Regions from separate parts of the Mus musculus genome. Here regions 1, 2, 3, 4, 5 and 7 are each linked to region 6. Evidence: chromatin contacts called from public HiCAR-type and promoter capture Hi-C data. All regions are on one chromosome and are shown on one strand. The core of a region is the stretch at or near the end of the contact, and the rest is flanking DNA. Distances in the headings are between cores, read along the strand shown.

Region 1 (2,897 bases), core at 313-2,812, 1.7 Mb after region 6:
ACACATGAGTTTTATGTGGTCTTCCACTGGGCTCCATCCTTAGCCTCCAGATTCCATGTTGTATCTTAATTCTTTGAGACAGTTTTTCTGGGAAAATAGCTGAATTTTACCCACCTTAGTGCCCTAGAGTTGGGTCAATTTTGCCACTAATATGTAGTCAAAAATTTGAAGTCAGAATATGTTTGCTTTTTTTTTTTTTTTTTTTTCTCTAGACAGGGTTTCTCTGTGTAGCTCTGGGTGTCCTGGAACTCACTTTGTAGACCAGGCTGGCCTTGAACTTAGAAATCTACCTGCCTCTCTCTCCCAAGTGCTGGTATTAAAGGTGTGCACTTCTGGGTCCTAATGTCATCTTTAGGGCATGTTGCAATTTTCTTATTGTATACATGTTACTTTAATGTAACAGTAGTGTATGGTGACTAAATATTAATACTCATTTTACTAAGTCTTTATCATACTATAATAGCAGTTACCTTCTTCTTGGAGACTTTAGTAAATAGTCTGTTTTAGCTGACCTCAAACTCACAGAGTTCCACTGTCCTCTTCCTCCTGAGTGTGTGGAATTAAAGGCATGTGCCACTATGCCCAGGGCCAAAACCCAAACCAACCCAAACCAAACTTAAAAACTTTTCATTTGTCCTCAGACAACCCCTGGGCCACACATCCTCATGAGCAGTGGTCCATGCACATCCGCACATAGAATGTAAATAAATGAATGTACTGTGTTTTAAAAGAATGTATGAAATTATTCCTAATGATTGTACATTATGATGTTTCACAGCAAGGCTTCTAGATTCTAAGATTGCAGTCATTACTTAGCAATCTCCAGCTGTAAATATTTGAAAATCCCACTCCAGGAAAGGGCTGTTTCTATATTCTGCTTTCATGGTGTAACCTTAAATGTGGACTCCAAATCAAACTGACCTGTTGTATATGGCTTCCACCTTAAATCTCAGGCTCCTACCAATTCAAACAAAACATGGTGGAGAGAGCGATACGTGGACCAAATTATCCCAGGGGATTCTTCATTGGAGACACATTATAGTCACAGGAGTCTTATATTTAAGTATATATAATATTTTTCTTGCTTGCACGCTTGAGTGATGCACAGCCTTATGTAATAGGGAACCCGACTTGTATGGGTCCTGAAAGACCTAGGGGAAGAGTGTTATACAGAGTGCCACCCAAGGCACACAGGGCAGCTAAGAATTCATTCCTCTCCCCTTGCGCATCCCCATCCCTCTCGTCACCCAGTCCTAGATGGCCTCCTACACATCCTTAGCACTCTCCTCTCTTTTCCACCAAGGCACCCCCAAATCCCATGGGCGGGCCTGAGCAGAAGCCCCGCCCCAACTTCAGGCCCCGCCTCCTTCGGCCGGGTAGCCCCACCCCCTACGGGGATTGCCAGGCGCGGGACTAGGGGCGGAGCGGCAGGATGCGGGGCAGGGGCGGACCCGGTCCAGGCGCCGGGAGGGGCGGAGTTGCAGCGTCGCCCTTCACAGCTCGCAGCGGGATGAGAGGCGGGCCCGGAGGCGGGCCCGAGGGCGGGGTCAGGGGCGGACCCGGGCCAGGCGCAGGGAGGGGCGGAGTTGTGGCGTCGCCCTTCGCCACTGCTTGCGGCGGCGGAGCCTCGGGGGCGGGGAAGCTGGCGACAGGGCCGCTGGGGTCTTGTGGTCCTACAGAATCGTGGGCAGCGGGACCCGGCAGTCAGCAGAGGAACATGGCGCCCTGGACACTCTGGCGCTGCTGCCAACGCGTGGTGGGCTGGGTTCCGGTGCTCTTCATCACCTTTGTGGTCGTCTGGTCCTACTACGCGTACGTGGTGGAGCTGTGCGTGAGTGAGTACGGGAGGCGCGGGCGGCGGGCCGGGCCGCGGGTGGCAGGCCGAGGCCTCGGCGCCGCGTTCTGATTCCGCGGGGCGGCCTGCGCTTCCCCAGCCCGTGGGTTCCACGTCCGAGGGTTCCGGCCCGCGCTTCTCCGGCGGTGGGGGCCCCTGTCCGTGGGTTTCTGCCCACGGCTCGCTGCTCGAGGGGTCCCGAGTTCGGGCCTGCGCGCCGCCCACGCTCCAAGCTTCCGGGTGGCTGCAGTCGCCTTGGGGCTCCCACCCTTCTGTGACGGAATGCTCACAAAGGCCTTTCCTTTTGAACTAGAGAACCCCTTCTGAGACGGCTTGTGAGGTCAGTTTGGCTAAAACACACGCACACACGCACAAAGAAATCTTTTCCTCCCAGATTGTTGCTCCCCAAACTGCGCGAGAAGAAGCGCGTAAGCTGAAAGCAGCCTGGGGGCCTGGGAGGGAGGTGTGTCTCCCGGGTCTGCAGTGTGGGCTCAGCCCCTGGTCTGAGCTGTATTTGACCCTTTTTAATATTCATCTGGGGGTCTCAGTGCTGGATTTACACAAAATGTTGTTTTGAGGCACAAGGAATTGAACAAGAGAGGTGCAAGCTCAATGACTTTTTTTTTTTGCCTGTTTACTTTGTAGGTTTGTATTGCTTATACCTTTAGTTTTAGGGCTTTGGTTTAGTTTTACTTTTGCTATTTTTCTTATTTAATTTTTTTTACCGTATGGTTCTTACCTGATTTCCTGGGATAAAGGAATAGCGTTGCATTATACTTACATGACTTAGCCGATTGGTTCATTGTCATTAACACCCTAGGCCATTACTATGTCAGTGATACTAAATAATTGCCTGTAAGCTTTGAGTGTGCGTTCTATACCTACTGGCTCTTTACTGTGTTCGTCTCCCGTCAGCATTATTAAATAAAACCCTAAGAAAAAGCAGTCCCTTGGTTTCCCAGAAGTGATGTGGTTTTAATTTTCAGACAGAGCCCTCGGTTATCTGAAGGACAGATTTTCTTTGGGGAAAAACATACGGGGTAAATACAAGAATGAAAAAAAA
Region 2 (2,956 bases), core at 290-2,789, 1.9 Mb after region 6:
CTGGCCTCGAACTCTGAGGTCAGCCAGCCTCTGCCTCCTCAGTACTGGGATTAAAGACATGCGCCACCACTGTTTGACAAAAAGAAAGTTATTTTTGTTCTTTTAAAAAAAAGATTTATTTTTATTTATGTGTGTGTCTGTGCTAAGCATATGCACATGTGTGTGTGCATTTACCCACAGAACAAGGCATTGGATCCCTTGGCACTGGTGTCTCTGTCTCTCTGTCTCTCTCTCCCTTCCTCCATCCCTCCCTCCCTCTGCACCCCTACTTTCCCCCTCTACCGGGTTTCTCTGTGTAGCCATGGTTGTCCCGGAATTCTCTCTGTAACCAGATTGACCTTGAACTCAGAGATCACCTGCTTTCCTGAGAGCTGGGATTATAGGTGTGCATCACTAACCGGCTTCCCTAACATTTCTTAGAGCAAGAGATAGGAACTTTTAACACACAGTGAAGGTTGCCAGTGCGCTTGGGGAGATGGGGGAGGAAGTTCCCAGGTGAGTGCTAGACTCCTCTTTTACAGAATATTACTTGATGCATTGGTTTCTCATCACGGTGCAAGATGTCAGTGTAGCACACAGGGTCAGGCTGACTAAAGAAAATGAGGCTAATCTGCAAGAGGCTTAATTATTAAAGTTCAAAGGACAAAGAAATGAGAATCTCTGGAAGAAGCCTTAAGGGAATTAGAGAGGTGGGGGTGGGGGTGGGGGTGGGGGTGGTGGTGGTGAGGGGCAGTCCAGGACTAAAGTCTGTTGAGGCAGTTAAAACAGTCCTGACAAGGGTTCTTCTGACAAGACAGCCTGAATTTGGCACAGGAGAGGGGGCTCGACTTCCTTCCCGAGGACAAAAATAAAAACTGGTACAAATGATCTTCACTCTTGTGAATTTCTTCCGGAATTGAAACTTCAAATGTCACGTTTGCTAATTAAAGAGGAAGTCTGGTTGACTTTTAAGACTATTAGTCCCCACCATCACTTACCACAGATCGTAAGTTGGTGGGGAGTGTGACGTTAGACAGCCAATAGTAAACGAAAGACTTTGCTTCCACGCTGTTATTTCTCAGCGTCTGTCCCTGGACCAAATCCCCAAATGGAGGATAAAGGAGTGGCCGAAGTGTAAACGCCAGTCTCCTCGGCTGGTTCGTGCAATACTGATGTGTTTTATAAAACCATAAGGCACTTTCCTAAAACGTGCCCAGGGAGGGAGCTGGTTAGCCTGCGTCCGGTTAAGCCCAGGCTGTCAGGCGTCCCGGTTTATTATTTGATGCCCGGGTCTCAGCAGCCGGCTGCACTTTCCGTGGCTGGCACCGGGGCCTGTGAACTTACTTTTCTCACCCACTGGTACGAGGCGTTTAGGGAAACCGGCGCTCCCGGGCTGGGGGCTTCCGACGCGAGCCCAGCGCAGGGCAGGTGGCCGCCCAGCCAGGCGGCGCAGGAAGCGGCCCGTGGGGCGGAGCGGGCGGCGGGTAGCAAGGCCGCGGGCGCCCCGCCCGGGCTGGTATGCGGCCGGGAGTGACGCGGGAGGAGGGGTCACGTGACGCCCGTGGAATGCCAACAATGTAGCGAATGTCCCGCTCGGGTCTGCGCTTCGGAACCGCGGCGTGAGCGCCCCGGGAAGATGGAGCCGCCGCCGCCAGCGCCGCCGCCGCTTCCCCGGGCTCCCCCGACCCTCCGGGGTCAGCAACCACTGCCGCCACCGGCGCCCGGTCTCCCGGCGCGCGAGGTCCCGGAGCCGCGGGCCAGGACGCCGCCGAGGGTGTAGAGCGCTCCCGGAGGTGAGGGGCCGCGGCCGGGAAGTTTGTCGGGACAGGGCTCCGCCCGGTCCCACGGGCGAGCTGCCCTGCGGGACAGGGACAACCCGTCCGCTGGGTCCCGGGCGGGTGCGGAGCAGCGGGTGGCGGCGGCGGGGCGGCTTTGTTGTGCTCGCGCGGCGGCGTCCGGAGGCCCAGACCCCGCGTCCCGCGGCGCCGACCCCGCCCAGCCTGGGCCTCCGTGCGCCGCGCCGTCCACCACGCGCGCTCGCGGCCTTGCGCGCTGCACCTCTGGCCCTCGGCGGCGCGGTGCCCGCCCGGTGTCCGGTGTCCCGTCCCCGGCTGCGCCGTCCGGCGGTCGGTGCGGGGCGGTTGCGTAACGTCTCTTTTGAGCCGACTTCTCCCGGGCCGGCCTCCGCCGCGACTCCACGGCCTGAGTCCGTAGCGCTGGTCACGCACGAGCCTCGCCTGCGTGGCCCGGGTCTCGCCCGGGCGACTTCGGCCACCAGCGGCGTGCAGGAGGCGGCCGGGTGAAAACTTATGCCTGTGAGTGTGAGCGGGAGAGAACTGGACGTGCAGATTTTGTTGACAAAAAAGTTTGAGCGAGGACTTTTCACGCCTTTAAATTTCCCCTGCTTGCCCGTAATGTAGCCGCTTATTAGGGAATTTGTACCAAGTCTTGCTCCATATTTTTAGTTTAACCCCAGGTTAGGTCAGTAAATGATGCTCACCAGTTTTGAGTGCTAAATCTGGAGACAAGGCTACTTTTTGTGATTTTTCTTTTCTCCCCTTTTAGCAACTGTTGTAATAAGGCGCTAACAAAAAAAAAAAAATCTTCCAGCATAGGAATGCAGACGCTGCTTAGAAAGCCTGTTTTTAACTTAACTATAGTTAACAATACATTACAGTATTCAGCCTCTCGTAAAATTTTGGTTATCCAGGTATAGAAAACGCTGTTGAACGAATTCACCATGGTTCCTTTGAAATTGCTTAACTTTTACCACACTTCAAAATGTCAGCTTCATATGGTACCAACAGAGGCTGCTATACAGAATTACAGAATCCGAAGTTTTGAACTGAGAGTTTTTCAGCTTCGCCATCTAGTTGGAATAGTATAAATGTAAATTGGAGCTGTGGGTTATTTCTTTCCTTCGAGAAATCACGGCCTTGGTGGGAGGGACTTTCAGTGGTGGGAGGGACTTTCAATG
Region 3 (2,922 bases), core at 253-2,752, 1.9 Mb after region 6:
CTGGAGCTGTAGTGGGTGACAGGCAGGTGGAACCCCTGCATGGTGAGGGTTGCAGACTTGTTGGGAGACAGGAACATGCACTTGGGGTACAGAGGTGTTGCTTGGAGACAGGAGGGTCTTCCTTATGGTATACATGTGGAGGTGCTGCTGGGTGACAGGCAGGACACCTGCGTGGGTTGCTAGGTGCATGAGGTTCAGGGGTATTGCTGAGACGGTAGACGGCTTCTGCATCCTTCATGTGGGGTCATTTTTTGGTTTCCTGTTCTCAGGGAGCCTGAGGTCTTGAGTGTAGCTCCTGGTGCAGACCCATGGCTTCTGGCAGTCTTAGAATAGCACCTTCCCCAGGTTGTGTCCCTTAGGGAAAGATATAGATGAGAAATTTCTTTCCGATAGGAGTACTAGGAAATGGCTTTGCCTCCCTTGAGGAATGCTCTTTGCTACCTGGTCCCTGAACTGACCTGTGGTTTGTGCTTGTCTAACCAGCCTGTCCTTTGTGTTTCCATGTCCTTAACAGTTCCTTGGCCCTGGGTTTCTGTGTCAACTGTCGTTTTCCTAACCTACCCCATATGTCCTCAAGTAATTCAGGTCTTTAATGGAACCAGGGCAGAGAGAATGTAGACAAACTGACTTTCTTCACCGCACACAGGCAGTGGTCAGGATGTGCCTTTTTGCAGGCCGGCTTCCTGACAATAGGCTCAGTGCGGGTGAGCGAGATGCTCTGGGAAATTAGCTAAGGAAGTCAGTTCATGACATTCGTAAGCCATCAAGGGAAGAATGTGAATTTTCCTCAGCAGTCACGCCAGCTTTTGGCAGCACTACAAAGGGGTGGAGCCCCCATTCACTAGGCAGTCACCTAGGCGTGAGTGAGCTGTGTGAGACAGGCTGTAGGCCCAGTTTTAAGCTACAGTGAGTTGAGGAGAGTCAGAAAGGGCCCCACCTGCAGAGCACTTGGCCAGATCGTGAGGAGCTGTGTGCCTGACTCGGACTCCGAGTGGAGGCAAGGAGTTCTGGTTTGACTTGGGATGCTTGTCACCAGGCTCAGTGCTGGATGACTGTTACTTCTCAGTCTGTTCTGTGTGCTGTGACTTCTCCCTTTTGTCCCCTCATAGCCTGCTGAGGGTGGCATTTTGCTGGCGGAGTATACAGTCCCTGCCAGCACTGGTATCCCCACTACTCCAGCTACAATCCTGGTCCTCAGCATGCTCCAACAGTCTATTCTCCTCAGGGACAGATTTCTGTCAGTTTGCTGGCTTGGGGCCTTCAGGGTTGTATTTTATAGCTCCCCCCTTCTTCCTGGGGGGATCCTGGTGTCTGTCAAGCTTGCTTTGTTTCAGCAGCAGCCTTTCCTAAAGTCCCCATGTGCCTTTGAGCTGTTCTCTTTTGCCCTTTATAGCAATTTGTTTCCGACTCACAGGGCACTCGATTTGGGAGGCCTGCGATGGCAGGCAGGCTGTGGTACTGTGGTTTCACTTCCCCTGCTCTGAGGCCTGGCTTTCAAGAGTCCTTCCAGTGCTCCACAGCCTCCAGCTGCTGGTTAATATTTGCCAAAGCAGATGTGAGTCATACTGGTCCAGGCAAAAGCCTCCATCGCCTCCCCCAACATCAAATGAGGGATAGTCCATAATCCACAGAGCACTTCTTTATGAAGTGTATCTGATTAACCTGAAGAGAGCCATAGAGAGCTAGATGTGTCATGTATACCTGTAATGCAGTGCTGAGCCTGAGTCCTCCCTGGGTGATGTAGGGAGACCCTGTCTAAAGCAAGGAAAGGGAAACAGGAGGAAACAATGTGCAAAGGACTAAGCCAAGCTGCTGTGCGTGGCGTTCGTTGTGACAGGATCTGCCTCCACTGAATCTCTTAAGTACAGGTATTGGCCAGTGGGAGGACAGTGGATGTAGATCTCAGATATTTCCTCCTCCTTCCTTTTTTCTGGAACGGGACCCGCCTTTCAACATGAACCTCCCCTGAAATACTAGTAAGTGGGGAAGGAAGAAAGCTTGTTTCAGTTTGCACTGCTGGTGACAGGAAATGGCTCACAATGGTCTTTGGGTGGGACAGCTGTTTGCCTCGCCATCTTCTCCTCCTCGTCTTCTTCCTCTTCCCCCCCCACTCCTCCTCCTTTTCCTCCTCCACCTCCTTCAATGGCTTTCAAATTATTTGGCCTGACCAAAAGGTAAACTTGGTGAAAAAGGATTTTAGGGTAGCACCGTGGCAGAGTATGTGCCTAGCATATGCAAGGGTCACCGTGGCAGAGTATGTGCCTAGCATATGCAAGGGTCACCGTGGCAGAGTATGTGCCTAGCATATGCAAGGGTCACCGTGGCAGAGTATGTGCCTAGCATATGCAAGGGTCACCGTGACAGAGTATGTGCCTAGCATATGCAAGGGTCACCGTGGCAGAGTATGTGCCTAGCATATGCAAGGGTCACCGTGGCAGAGTATGTGCCTAGCATATGCAAGGGTCACCGTGGCAGAGTATGTGCCTAGCATATGCAAGGGTCACCGTGGCAGAGTATGTGCCTAGCATATGCAAGGGTCACCGTGGCAGAGTATGTGCCTAGCATATGCAAGGGTCACCGTGGCAGAGTATGTGCCTAGCATATGCAAGGGTCACCGTGACAGAGTATGTGCCTAGCATATGCAAGGGTCACCGTGGCAGAGTATGTGCCTAGCATATGCAAGGGTCACCGTGGCAGAGTATGTGCCTAGCATATGCAAGGGTCACCGTGGCAGAGTATGTGCCTAGCATATGCAAGGGTCACCGTGGCAGAGTATGTGCCTAGCATATGCAAGGGTCACCGTGGCAGAGTATGTGCCTAGCATATGCAAGGGTCACCGTGGCAGAGTATGTGCCTAGCATATGCAAGGGTCACCGTGGCAGAGTATGTGCCTAGCATATGCAAGGGTCACCGTGGCAGAGT
Region 4 (2,905 bases), core at 154-2,653, 1.8 Mb after region 6:
AATACAGTTCCTCATGTTGTGGTGACTCCAACCATAACATTATTTTCATTGTTACTTCACAACTGTAATTTTGCTGTTATCATAATACAAATCTCTGATACTCAGCCTCATGAAAGGGTTCTGCAACCACCACAAGGGGTCATGCCCAACAGGTTGAGAATGGCTATCCTAGACAGAAAGTAAGAAAACACCCCTTGTACAACAAAGCTCTAGCCAAGTACCTCAGCCTTAAGACTCATCAGTTTGTAGTTTTACAGCATTTAAATCTAAAAGGTGCAAGGTATGGTGGCACTTGCCTTTAGTCACAGCACTTGGGAGGCAGAGGCCAGTAGATCTCGGAGGTCAAGGCCAGCCTAGCCTATACAGCAAGTTCTATGGCTATATAGTGAGACAAACAAAAAAAAAAAAAACCCCACATTTTACAGAAGGGCAGGGAACCATGCCTGTAATTCCAGTAGCTAGGCACAGGGAGGGCTGCTGCAAGCTTTAGGCCAGAAAAAATAAAAAACAACCCTGAAAATAGACCGATTATGCACATATGGAGCCTCAAACAGTCTCTTTTGGCCTTCTGAGTCTAGGTCTTACTAACTACATCAGCAAAGATTTTCCTGCCTCCACCTCTTAATGTTGGGATTACAGGTGTGAAACAAACGCCTAGGTAGGGTCCCAAGTATTCCGTATGAGACAACTATTAATCAATCATGTTTGCTTTAATAAGATACTGGTCGAAGGGGTCACACTGGTACATAAATTACATTTTCTCAGCTCCAGGACCAAGTAAGGATAGAGCAGTCCGGTATCCATAATCTTGAAGGGTTAGGACCATTTCTTCGAGATGTTGAGATGGTCTAGCTGGTCTGCAATGTATCTATGCTTAGGGAACTTGGAAGTGGCCGCTGCCTTGATGGCTTCAAAAGCCTGGGCCCGTCGCTCCGCGGCGTGGCCGCACTCCTGCTCTGCTGTCATGTAGGGCATGCTGAGCCAGTAGTGGTTCTCGGCCTCCACCTCCAGGCGACGGATCATGCTCTCCTTCGCTTGGAAAGACACGGTACGCGGCCGCCGGTGCTTCCCGATCCACTGCCTGCCCGGAATGCGGCCGCGGAGGAGGACAGCGGTGAGGAACATGGTGCCTCCTGAGGAAATGACACGAAAGCCGCGGTCGCTGAGCCCCGGACCCGGGAAGCGAGCAACCGGCGTGCCAAGCTTGCGCCCACATCCCGCGGCCGAATCCAGAGCACGCTCGGCCTCTCGCCGGAAGTGAGTGGCCGGGAGCCGACTACACTGCAGGATATGGGGGTGGGGGCTCCCCGAAAACCCACCTCGCGTACCAACCGGCCCGGGACACGCTCCCCTCGGCGCTCCGCGTCCCCCGACCGATGCGGCGGCGCGCTGCTTCCGGTCTCTCTGGGGCCCTGATGCTAGAGTTCCGCTCTCGCGAGAGACGCCTTCTGCGCCTGCGCAGGATTCAAATGTGTAGCGCGTTCGTTCGAGGGGACTGGAGGTCAGCAGTCGGCTCGGCGGCCCTCAGCATGAACCCCATCCAGAGTTTCCACTGTAAGCTGCGGGGTCTGGCCACCACGCTGGACAGCGAGACGGCCCGGCTGCTGAGAGCGCTGGACGGCGAGGACAGCGGTGAGTGGGCGCGGGCGGGAGAGTGCGGTTCTCAGCGGGCGGTGTCGTCCAAGGGGCGTAGCTGATCTGTGATGGAAACTGTGCGGACAAATTCTCCTTGTGGCCGCAGGCGAGCGGGTGGTTGGGTGTTTGTTAACAACATCCAGTGGCAACTGTATTAAGACGCACTAAAACCCTGTTTTCTGTACGTGTAAAGTCATTTCGTCTCACTCGAATGGGCCCCTATTGAAGCAAGCATCTGCATTTTCTCCACTAACACTCTATTTGAAGTACAAATACTCGGCACTGCTGTTTTTTTGTTTGTTTTAAGATTTGTTTATATATGTATATGAATGCTCTATTTGCGTGGATGCAGGCACGACAGAAAAGGGCAGCAGATCCCATTATACATGGTCGTGAGCCACCTTGTAGTTGCTGGGAATTGAACTTAGGACCTCCAGAATTGGAGCCAGTATTCTTAGCCACTGAGCCATCTCTCCCGCCTCTTGTTTTATTTTTTAATAATAAAATTAAACATCATTTCTAACTTGTACTAGAGATTTTTTTCTTTTTTCTTTTTTCTTTTTTTTTTTTTTCGAGACAGGGTTTCTCTGTGTAGCCCTGGCTGTCCTGGACCTCACTTTGTAGACCAGGCTGGCCTCGAACTCGGAAATCCGCCTGCCTCTGCCTCCCGAGTGCTGGGATTAAAGGTGTGCGCCACCAAGCCCAGCCTGAGATTTTTTTAAAAAGTTGCAAGGTCACGGAGTGGCGTCCGCCATGAATCCCAACACTCAAGAAGCTGAAGGAGGTAGATTTTTGCGAGTTCCAGGCTAGCACCTGACCAATCAACCAGGCTTAGTGAGACCCTGTCCAAAAAAAAAAAAAAAAAGAAAGAAAGAAAAAAAAGAAAAAAAATCGATGCAAAAGTAGTTCAGATTTTGAGATTATCATAAAATGTCATAAATGTAATCTGTCTCGCACCCAGTAGGTCGAATGTAGTGGCACTTGCCTTTAATCCCAGCACTCTAGAAGGCATAGGCTGGCAGATCTCTGAGTTTGAGGCCAGCTTGATCTACAAATCGAGTTCCAGGACATCCAGGGATATACAGGAAACCCCTGTTTTGAAAAACAGAAACAAAGCAAAAATTGCACCCCGTAGACACAGATTCCTCTTACTTATAACTAACTCTCCATTTGGAAATGTTTTGGAGACTATAAAAGTAACATGTACTGTAGGAAATTTCAAATACAGAAAAGTAAAAAGAGTATATGTATTTTCTATTTAATTCGTAAC
Region 5 (2,953 bases), core at 123-2,622, 1.8 Mb after region 6:
TTAAAAATTAAACAAGCTTTTACAGTCTGAGTGCCCTAGCAGAAGAAGGGTAAGCTTTATAGCAGAAAGTCTCAAGAGCATATGCTGAAAGGTGTGTACAGTAAACACTACATTTTTAAAGTGAAAAACTTGATTATTCCAAGATTTTGATATCCATGTGGTTCTGGAACAATCTCTACAGATAACAGAGAGATAACCCTCTTTAGAAAGCTGGGCTCACGGAATAGAAAAGCAGCACTTAAGCAAAGTCCGGGCAAGCTGGAAAATTCATTTGTTGGGGGACACGGAATTTTAGTATGTGGAGAGTGGCTTAAATTCAGCCGCTACTCAGTAGTTTTCCCTTATAAATTCAATCACTAGCTCGTGTTTTGGATGGGGGTGGGGGGATGGGGGGTTGTTTGTCTGTTTTCCCGAGAAAGGGACTCTTTTGTGGTGTATCTTACCACCGCAACAAAAATGTATTAAAATTCGCCTTTGCTGCTTTTCCAAAGCTATTACAGTGTCAACCTGACACAATCCAAAGGACAAGCCTGTAACGGTCCTAGCTGCGTGGGTCCTGAGCAAGGCAGGTACTCGGAGATGAAACACTTGGGACAGCCGTCCTCACCGTGCAAACACCAAACGCTTTGACACCAAGGGCCGGGGCAGAAAGGGCTCGGTGTTGATGGTGCTTTTTAATATCTTGGTGCTGCGTGGCTCGAGGCTTCCCATTGCCTCCACTCTGCGAACACGGTTCACTCAACAGCCATCTCCCTCCCCGTCCTCTACCATCTTATCCTACCGCACCGTAAGCTACCTACGTATCCTTTTGTACCGGGCGGCCACACGGCGAGAGCGACGCCGGTCAGTTCACTCTGACCTAACGTTTCATCCCCACTCCCGAAAGGCGTCACACGGCGGGCGAGCCCGCCCTGGCTGTCCCCGAGGACGCAGCCCGCCAGGCCCGGGTCCCGCGCGGCTCACCAGGTGTAGATCTGCAGCTCGCTCGAAGGCACGTTCCCGCGGGAGAACTCGTCCATTCGGTGGTGGCGGCCGTTGTTGGTGGTGAAGACCCGCAGCAGGAGCGGGCAGGTCTGCGGAGAAGCAGGGAGTCAGCCTCGGGCGCGCCATTTGGCCTGCCCGCCCACCCGTCCGCAGGCCGCGCCCGCCCTCCCGCCAGCTCGCCGCTGCTGCCACCTCTGCCCCGCAGCCGCCCGCAACCCGCACCTTCTCGCGGTCGATCGGCTTCTCCGGCTCCTTCTTAATTTCCTCCTGGGTAACGCGCGACTCCACCGCCATCTTCCTCCTTCGGCCCGGGAGACGCTCGCCCTGACCTCCGACCCCTGCGGCGAGCATGAGCTAGTCGTCTCTCGCGAGGAAAGGCACGAGGTTTTATAGGAAACGAGTGGCAAGGCGGGGCATCGCATGGCGCAGGCGTATTTCCGTATGTGTGGGTGCACACGCACGCACGCGCGCGCGTACGTGTTGCCTTGGGGAGAGGGGTGGGGCACACGCATGCGCAGTGCTCTACAGGCGTCTTGATCGTTCTTAGTTGTTTTCTTACGTGCTCACTGCCCAGGTCAGCTTAACGTAATATTTTCATGCGTAGTGATGAAAATGTGTAGCGATCACGAAAAACTTAAGAAAATTCACATGACATGTAAAAATATGAACCAGGTAGTCATAGTGATGATAAACCGACTGAACTGGTTAATATGGACCCCCAGTGCAGAAAGGTACTGCAAGGCCAGCGAAATGATACCTTTTCTGTAGATGATGGGGTAAAGCTGTCTGTTTAGGGGCTATGAATGAAATAGGCTCTTTTTATGTCACGCAAAATTCAAGAGAGGCAAATCCAGCGGCATGGTGATGCATACCTTCACCTGGTCTTCAGAGTGTCAGGACAGTCAGGGCTATGTGGAGAGAGCCTGTTTCAAAACAAAAACTACAAAAGTATCAGTGAGAAAGACTGATTGAAAAAACCTTCATGCCGGCCAGTGGTGGCGCACTCCTTTAATCCCAGTACTTGGGAGGCAGAGGCAGGCTGACTTCTGCATTTGAGGCCAGCCTGGTCTACAGAGTGAGTTCCAGGACAGTCAGGGCTACACAGAGAAACCCTGTCTCAGAAAAAGAAAGAAAGAAAGAAAGAAAGAAAGAAAGAAAGAAAGAAAGAGAGAGAGAGAGAGAGAGAGAGAGAGAGAGAGAAAGAAGGAAAGATAGAAAGGAAGGAAGGAAGGAAGAAAGAAACCTTCACAATATGCTATAGATACTAAAACATAAACCCCATAGCTCCATTTTAAAGCAGTTGCTTTAAAAATGAAATCTAGACAGTAAGCATGTAAGGTTCGGAATGTCACTGCTAACCCAGAGAGTTCGTTAAAGATCTGGTGACTGCTTTTAATAGATTGCTTTACAAACAAATCGGATGTAGTATATCTGCAAAAATTAGACACTGCCAGTAGCAGCTGTTGGCCTTGGCACTTCTGAACTCCGGTGAGAAGGCAAGCTGGCACACACTTTGGATTCTTTAGGGTTCCTTGCTAGTCATCCTCTAGTCCTTACAACCCCTTCTTGCTGATAGACTCTAGAGAAAATCTTTGCTAGGAGTATATCCAGAGACATTATGAGAATGCTCTTCACTTGAGGTTCTTACAGAGGACCAGGCTACAATTCAAAACACCTGTAACTCCAGTTCCAGAGGCTCTGATGTCCTCTTCTGGCTTCCTTTGGGCACTGCATGCATGTGGTGCACAGACATGAAAACAGTCAAAACACCCATACACACAGCATAAAAATAAACAGATTTAAGAGGATGTAGAATGCTCATAACTTCAGACAGAAGCTGCTCCTGTAGCGAGGACAAGCCAGGCCTTACTAAATCCTCTATCTAGGACCTCCTTCCCTAAACTGCTGTGCTCCTAGTCGTTAACAGACCCAAGGCAGGGTGGGACAACACAACTTGCTAAATCTCTGC
Region 6 (3,077 bases), core at 397-2,896:
TCAGGAGTCTACGCTGTGTGTTCTAGGCCAGCCAGGACTTCACAGTGAGACCCTTTCTTAAAAAGACAAACACACACACACACACACACACACACACACACACACACACACAGAGAGAGAGAGAGAGAGAGAGAGAGAGAGAGAGAGAGAGAGAGAGAGAGAGAGAGAGAGAGAGAATGGAGCAGAGGAGGAGGAAGGTAGTAGCAACAGCAGTTCTCAAAATGTAGAGAACAACTGACCTTGCATATCCAGTCCTGAAGGTTGGATCTAGAACTCAACCCCTACACCTAACGTTCAGGATCATCTCAGAAAGGGGGGAGGGGGATGAAAAGACTGTAAGAGCCAGAGAGGATCAGGAAGCTGTCAGAACATTGTCTTCTAGTTGTTGCAGGAAAGCTCCACCTACAAAATTTCAACAACATGGCTGCCAAAACAAGACCCGAACAATGCCAACACCAGCTAACTTGCCAACATGGGTGAAATCTCCCAGGGGTCCCATATCTAGATGAAGGGTAAATAATAACAGAGGAGAAATTAGTCTTCCCCAAGAATAAGTCCCCTCAACTAGTTATCCAGTACCAAGTGATCAGTCCTAAAAGCATATACATACAAGCACATATATGTAGAGATATATGTGTGTATATATTATATACATATATAATACATGTATATAAACAATAGTGGTTAAAGAAAAACCATGAATTAATTTAAAAATGATCAGGGCCTCGGGGAGGGGGGAGATTTGTAATGATATTATATTTTAAATAAAAATAAAACTATTTTTACAATTTTTGTTCAAATATCCATCTCTGGAGTTAAGGGTTGTAGTGACCCACTCTGGATGTGGGTGTTGGGAACTGAACTCAGACCCACTGGAAGAGTAGGAAGTGTTCTTAACTGCTGGGCCATGTTTCTGACCTCTCCAGGCTTCATTTTACACTTTATATTTTTCACTGGGGGCTGAGGAGATGGTTCATTGTGTACATGCTTTAGATATAAGCTTGAGGAGTTCCTTCTGGATCCCTCAAACCCACATTAAAAAAAAAAAAAGGTCTGAGTAAAGCTGCACCAGCCTGTAGTCACAAGTGTGTAAAGTCTGAGACAGGAGGATGAAGCTCCAGTGTAGCCAACCAGTGAGCTCCAGATCCAAGCAGAGACCCATTCTCAAAACAAACATTTGGAGGGCCATATAGAGGAAGATACCCTCTGTACGGTAAGCGCGCACACGTACGCTCTATTTACAAATTCATTGGGACGGACAACTCAGATTTTTCAGGTTCCGCTGTCTACTTAACTCTTCGATCCTCCCAGTTCTCTTCTCATAGTTTGTGTGAGTTTGGATATGAAGCAGAACCAAATACCCTGGGATCCGCCCACATCTGACGGCTGGGTTCCGATGGCCCTGCTTCCCCCACCTCGCCCACTCCGGTTCTATGTTCGCCTCTCTCTGTTTAAGTCCTCCACCCTGGTCCCCTACTGTCCCGAACCAAGACAACTTCAAGCGTCCTTCTTTCTGCAAAAATCACTGAACACAGCCTGCTACACAGAGTAGCATAACTGATAGATAACCACCACCACCACCTCGGTGCGCCGGACTCTGACGTCACATTAAGCGCCGGAAGCGATGGGGGGGGCATACCGAGACGTCATCTTGCTGCGCAGAACAAGCGGTTGTTGACAGGCCGCAGAGGTGGCCGTAGGCGAGCTTCAAGGAACCTATCATGCCTGACCGGGCAAGCTGTCCTGGGCCGAGGCCTTTGGGCTGGGGATGAAAGAAACGGATCAGATGCAGAGTTTGGAGGGTTCCGGGGCCGAGAGGTCAGTCGGCACGCAGACGGGCAGCATGACGGGTGAGTGCGGTGGCCTTCTCTCCCGCCCTGCCCCTCTCCTGGCGCTCTGCACGCTTGCCCGAGTCTCCCTCCAGCTCCGCATCCTGCCTGTCCTGTGTCTCCGCACAGCCCAGCACCCTCCCTGCTCTATGTCTCCTTCCCGCCCTGCTAGCCTGCTACTCCCCCCCCCCCCCCCACACACACACATACTGCACCTCCCTGACACCCTGCCTGCCCTGTGACTCACAGCGACTCCTGTCTGCCCCGCCGTCCCTGGTCTCCTTGCCAGGCGCGCGTCCCGGACACTGTGCTGTCCAGGCTTCATAGGTCGCGTCCTGTCCTGCACTGGTGGGTGGTTGCACCTAGAGTCAGTATCCCGGAGCTGAAGAGCCTGAAATTGCGCTTTGGCAAATTCACCACCCGTGATACCTCCCTCAAGTTTTGCCTTATGGTTGAAGATCAATCATGTTCCAACCATTGCCCTTTTAGCAATGCCAGGTTCCAGAGGGGTAGGGGTGGGGACCTTGCTCCTCGGCTACATCAGAGAGGAGCCCTTATCCTATTGATTGATTGATTATTTCCAGAGCCTTTGTATCAGTTTTACTATTTTACCTGTGGGGTGAGCTGGAGAAAAAAAAAGCACCCAACTTTGGAAAGTGCCACCCGAGGTCACTGAAAGTGAGGTTGTGGCCACTCTTGCTAAGGAAGCTTTTATTCTCCTGCCTGCCAGACCATCTGCAGCTCACTCGTAGCTTTGAGCTTAGCTCCTCTGCCTTCACTAGTGAAATTCTGAAGTGCTTGCCTTCTCTTTTGTAGGTCAAATACCAAGGCTTTCTAAAGTGAACCTTTTCACCCTGCTCAGTCTCTGGATGGAGCTCTTCCCAGGAGTGGAAGCCCAAGGGCAAAAATCTCAGGTATACCTTATTTCCATAGAGAGTGTTTACCCTTGGAAAAGCAGTAGTCTAAGTCTGGTTTCATTGGCCAACTGTAGTCCTAACAGCCAAATGCAGCAAGAACCTAGGAATGGTGTCATGGCTTTTGTATGCTGTGCCTGTAACCACAGCGAACTAGCTCATATTTCCAGTCTGAAAAGTTATTTCTAGTGTGTGCCATGATTACCAGGTATTAAGGCTTTTCTTTTGGAGACATTTAGCGCCTTAAAAATGTGCATTGTAAAAGTCAGTTTGCTAGTAATACAAAATTTGGAAATCCTTTTAGCTTTATTGTCCATATTTTATCTCATCGTAA
Region 7 (3,188 bases), core at 205-2,704, 1.9 Mb after region 6:
GTACTGAAAGTTCTTTTATCTGCTGAGCCATTTGGCTGGCCCCTGTTCACACAAATCTCAACAGGAAAACCACCATTAACAGCACTTCAACTAATTTTGTCATCTGGTAATGAAATGAAAGACACTTTTATTTCTCAAGCAAAAAAAAAAAAATCTCATTAATTTACTTCTCAAAAATAGTAGAGAAGTCAAAAAAATCCAAACAAACAAACAAAAAACCGATTGGCCATGCCTTTAATCCCAGCACTGAGGAGGCAGAGGGCAGGTGGATCTTTGTGTTTGAGGCTGGCCTGGTCTACAGCGTGAATAGAAAAATCCTGTTAAAAACACAAGAAAAGGGGCTGGAAAGATGGCTCAGCGGTTAAGAGCACTGACTGCTCTTCTGAAGGTCCTGAGTTCAAATCCCAGCAACCACATCGAGGCTCACAACCATCCATAGTGAGATCTGATGCCCTCTTCTGTGGAGTCTGAAGTCAGCTACAGTGTATTTACATATAAAATAAATAAATAAAGGCACTGAGAGTGGGTGGGGTGAAGAGAAGAATTTACATTTGTTTCAATAGAAACAATAGTAATAGAGAGATAGCTTAGTGGTTAAAAGCACTGGCTGCAATTCCAGAGGACTCAGGTTCAGTTCCAGCACCCTTACAATCATCAGTAACTCCAGTTGCTGGGGATTTGACACTCTCACACAGACATACATGCACACAAAACAATGCACATAAAATAAAAAATAAATCATTTAAAAATTAATGCAATTCTATTTCGAAGACACAAAACCTCAAAGGGGCGGAGGGCAGACTTACAAATCTCTGGGAAAACCAGGAAGTCTACAGAAGGAACTCAAAAACGTGGATTTTCCCCAGAAAGCAGAACAGGCAGTCAACAAAACTCAGAAAATGGAGCTGTCAGGTCGAAACATACAAATACTTCAACTAGACCACCTTTTGAACATTGAACTAGCTGATGTCGGGATCACTTTCCTGGACGTAGACTTTGAAAAACAAAACCTTAAAGAACCGGAGAGAAGACAGCGCGTTGAAGTTACTGTAACGCACCTTTCCTCGCAGATTCTGTACTTAGCATTGCTATTATAAACTCCTGAAGTCCAAAGCTGGCGGCAGCTGAGCCCTTACTGACTTCAGGAAGCCAAGTGGTTAGGGAGAGGGTTTCAAAAATCAAGAAAACCAAGCATTTCGTCCACGGATGCCCTTTTCTCACAGCGGAATGAACCGCGGAGCGGGAGGCATGAATTCTGGGCGTAGACGCACCCTTAGGAGAGCGCTTCCAAGGCTAAGAGATCCTGCTCCACACCGGACAGCCTATGGGAGCGAGAGGAAGCTCCCGCACGGGCAGGACACCCAAACCTTAACCCGCAGCTAACGGGCTGCGCGGCTCCGGTCCAGGACCTCGCGGCCCGCACCCAGCAGGGAACCACGCATGCGCAGGCCCCAGACCCGCGCGGGATGCCCGGCCGCGGCTGACAGAGCCAACCGCTCGGCCTCGCCCGGTGCCGGCTGCCGCCGCCCTCCTCCCAGCGCCGCGACCGGGCTCACGCTTGTCTCCTTCCAGCTGCTCAGGAATCGGCGGTCCCGTCAGGCCGCTGGGGGCGCGACGCCGACGGCTGCTGCGACAGCCCGGGAGGCGCGAGAGGCGCCGGGGTCGCGGCGGCGATTGGCCGGCCGCGGCGCCTGCTCCCAGAATGCAGCGCATGGCGCGTCATTGAAGAGAGACCATGATGGCGGCGGCGCTGGGGCCCCCAGAAGTGATCGCTCAGCTGGAGAACGCGGCCAAAGTTCTGATGGTGAGGACGCCGGGTCCGGAGAAACGGGGGATTAGTGGGACTCCGGCTGGCTCTCCCTGGTCAGGCCTGCTGTCCGCTGGGTTGGTGGCCAGGAAGGGCCTTGGGATGAACCCTGAAGTGGAGGTGGTGGTGGCGTGGCGCAGGATTCTCCATCCTACTTTCCTCTTGCCTTGGTTCTTTACTTTCTAGTGCTGTCTCCTTCCCTGACCGCCTTGTTCCTCCGCCTGGCACTGGGGTGTAGTGGTGTAAGATGGAGAGTTTCCTGTGCCGCCAGCTTCGCTCCATACCTCGCTAGGCAGACTGGGTAGCAGAGCAAGGCACAGGGTGAACCCCGCAGGACTTGGGTTAGGGAACATTCTTGGGACTGTGTGCATGACGCTGGGGAGTTGATCCTGTTAGGAGAGGGATGGCATAGTCTGGGTGCTGTTAGCAACCCTCGTTCTCTTGTGGATCGGGTCCCCTAGCTCTTTGCCTGACATGCAGACTGTTCTGGGTAACCGCAGCAGGCGGCACGTGGACGGACCGGCCGGAGGGAGAGAGGCTAATCTTTAGGACCAAGGTCGTTGGGGCAAAACTTGGTTCAAGACCTACTCTTTGTGGGTTTCGCGTTTTGGAAAACTGACTCTGTGGCAGGTTCCCAGGTACTTATTAGCTGAAGTCTAACAACTACCACGAAATAGTTTGGTGAGGGTGTTTGAGCAGGACGAGTCGGTATTATAAACAGGATTTCACATAGGGAGCAAAAGTAAGGAGAAGGATACTGTTTCGTTACTTAGTAAACTGTGTGTCTTATGCTTGCTGGCTCAGCCTGATTTCTTTCTTTCGTTCTTTGTAAATTATGACGATTGCATTTGTAGGGTTTTTTGTTTTGTTTTTAAAATTAGATGTCCATTTTATTACTTGAAATGATTTAGACATTTTAACAACTAAATGCAGCTAGATTTCTTTTTTACCCTACTTTAAGGTTACTGTCAAGGATTCTGTTGGAGCATCCTATTTAAGGATATTTTAGTTAAGGCCTGGAGAGACTGCTCAGTAGTTAAGAGCACGTGTTGCTTTTCCAGAGGACCTGAGCAGGTTCCCAGGTCAGGTAGTCAGTAGTTACCAATTGTAACTCCATTAAGTTTTGTCTTCACATACAATATAAGATGCTTTGGCTTTTAGAAAGTGAGAAGAGGGCCTAGAGAGATGGCAGCTCAGGGATTAAGATCACTTGTTGCTTTAGCAGAGGACCCTGCTCAGAACCCATGGTGATTTACAACTGTCCTTGACTCCAGTTTCAGGGTATCCGATGACCTCCACGGGCCATGCAGATAAAACACATAAATAAATCTTTTAAAAAAACATGCAGTAAAATCTTAGGTTTAATAAAAGTTTACGAAAA

The links. Promoter capture Hi-C pulls out the DNA fragments that hold promoters and counts their contacts. HiCAR-type assays count read pairs that join an accessible place to other places. Capture Hi-C pulls out chosen DNA fragments and counts their contacts.
Region 1: a contact with region 6 is called in a promoter capture Hi-C map of liver, with 3 times the contacts expected there. The contact joins the promoter of Zdhhc20 here to the promoter of Cdadc1 in region 6. A contact is called at or near these places in 5 of 39 promoter capture datasets (hippocampal neurons, liver, maxillary cranial neural crest and 1 more) and 1 of 115 datasets of contacts at active chromatin or transcription factors (astrocytes).
Region 2: a HiCAR-type map of astrocytes shows a contact between it and region 6, with 5 times the contacts expected there. The contact joins the promoter of Lats2 here to the promoter of Cdadc1 in region 6. A contact is called at or near these places in 5 of 39 promoter capture datasets (embryonic stem cells, hippocampal neurons, liver and 1 more) and 1 of 115 datasets of contacts at active chromatin or transcription factors (astrocytes).
Region 3: a promoter capture Hi-C map of liver shows a contact between it and region 6, with 3 times the contacts expected there. The contact joins the enhancer-like site here to the promoter of Cdadc1 in region 6. A contact is called at or near these places in 4 of 39 promoter capture datasets (hippocampal neurons, liver and pre-B cells) and 1 of 115 datasets of contacts at active chromatin or transcription factors (embryonic limb bud).
Region 4: a contact with region 6 is called in a promoter capture Hi-C map of liver, with 5 times the contacts expected there. The contact joins the promoter of Mrpl57 here to the promoter of Cdadc1 in region 6. A contact is called at or near these places in 5 of 39 promoter capture datasets (cranial neural crest, hippocampal neurons, liver and 1 more) and 1 of 115 datasets of contacts at active chromatin or transcription factors (astrocytes).
Region 5: a promoter capture Hi-C map of liver shows a contact between it and region 6, with 6 times the contacts expected there. The contact joins the promoter of Sap18 here to the promoter of Cdadc1 in region 6. A contact is called at or near these places in 3 of 39 promoter capture datasets (hippocampal neurons, liver and pre-B cells) and 1 of 115 datasets of contacts at active chromatin or transcription factors (microglia).
Region 7: a contact with region 6 is called in a promoter capture Hi-C map of liver, with 2.8 times the contacts expected there. The contact joins the promoter of Xpo4 here to the promoter of Cdadc1 in region 6. A contact is called at or near these places in 3 of 39 promoter capture datasets (hippocampal neurons, liver and pre-B cells) and 2 of 9 other capture datasets (adipose tissue and liver).

Annotation. Positions count from the first base shown.
Region 1 is chr14:57,889,001-57,891,897 of GRCm38.p6, reverse strand. It overlaps Zdhhc20 (zinc finger, DHHC domain containing 20), which reads left to right and starts at 1,562. Exons shown (of 13, transcript NM_029492.5): 1 at 1,562-1,835. The coding sequence starts at 1,718.
Region 2 is chr14:57,744,706-57,747,661 of GRCm38.p6, reverse strand. It overlaps Lats2 (large tumor suppressor 2), which reads left to right and starts at 1,539. Exons shown (of 8, transcript NM_015771.2): 1 at 1,539-1,772. It overlaps Gm52140, which reads right to left. Exons shown (of 3, transcript XM_030248241.1): 2 at 1,324-2,367. The coding sequence ends at 1,350.
Region 3 is chr14:57,728,656-57,731,577 of GRCm38.p6, reverse strand. All of the region lies in intron 2 of Lats2 (large tumor suppressor 2), which reads left to right. Among named protein-coding and RNA genes, the nearest start is that of Gm52140, 8.5 kb to the left of the region's middle. Within about 2 kb of position 1,502, at least 180 of the 459 cell types and tissues checked have an H3K27ac peak or open chromatin away from gene starts, as enhancers often do. A contact at or near this core is called in hippocampal neurons, liver and pre-B cells, where this site is marked.
Region 4 is chr14:57,824,737-57,827,641 of GRCm38.p6, reverse strand. Mrpl57 (mitochondrial ribosomal protein L57) reads right to left here and starts at 1,403. Exons shown (of 2, transcript NM_026401.2): 1 at 1,320-1,403; 2 at 1-1,133. The coding sequence starts at 1,125. The coding sequence ends at 817. It overlaps Ska3 (spindle and kinetochore associated complex subunit 3), which reads left to right and starts at 1,479. Exons shown (of 9, transcript NM_198605.3): 1 at 1,479-1,632. The coding sequence starts at 1,530.
Region 5 is chr14:57,796,608-57,799,560 of GRCm38.p6, reverse strand. Sap18 (Sin3-associated polypeptide 18) reads right to left here and starts at 1,372. Exons shown (of 4, transcript NM_009119.3): 1 at 1,207-1,372; 2 at 964-1,073. The coding sequence starts at 1,335. Mir3077 (microRNA 3077) reads right to left here and starts at 1,137; the gene lies at 1,074-1,137.
Region 6 is chr14:59,596,528-59,599,604 of GRCm38.p6, reverse strand. It overlaps Cdadc1 (cytidine and dCMP deaminase domain containing 1), which reads left to right and starts at 1,646. Exons shown (of 10, transcript NM_027986.3): 1 at 1,646-1,850; 2 at 2,646-2,743. The coding sequence starts at 1,769.
Region 7 is chr14:57,663,504-57,666,691 of GRCm38.p6, reverse strand. Xpo4 (exportin 4) reads left to right here and starts at 1,454. Exons shown (of 23, transcript NM_020506.2): 1 at 1,454-1,804. The coding sequence starts at 1,736.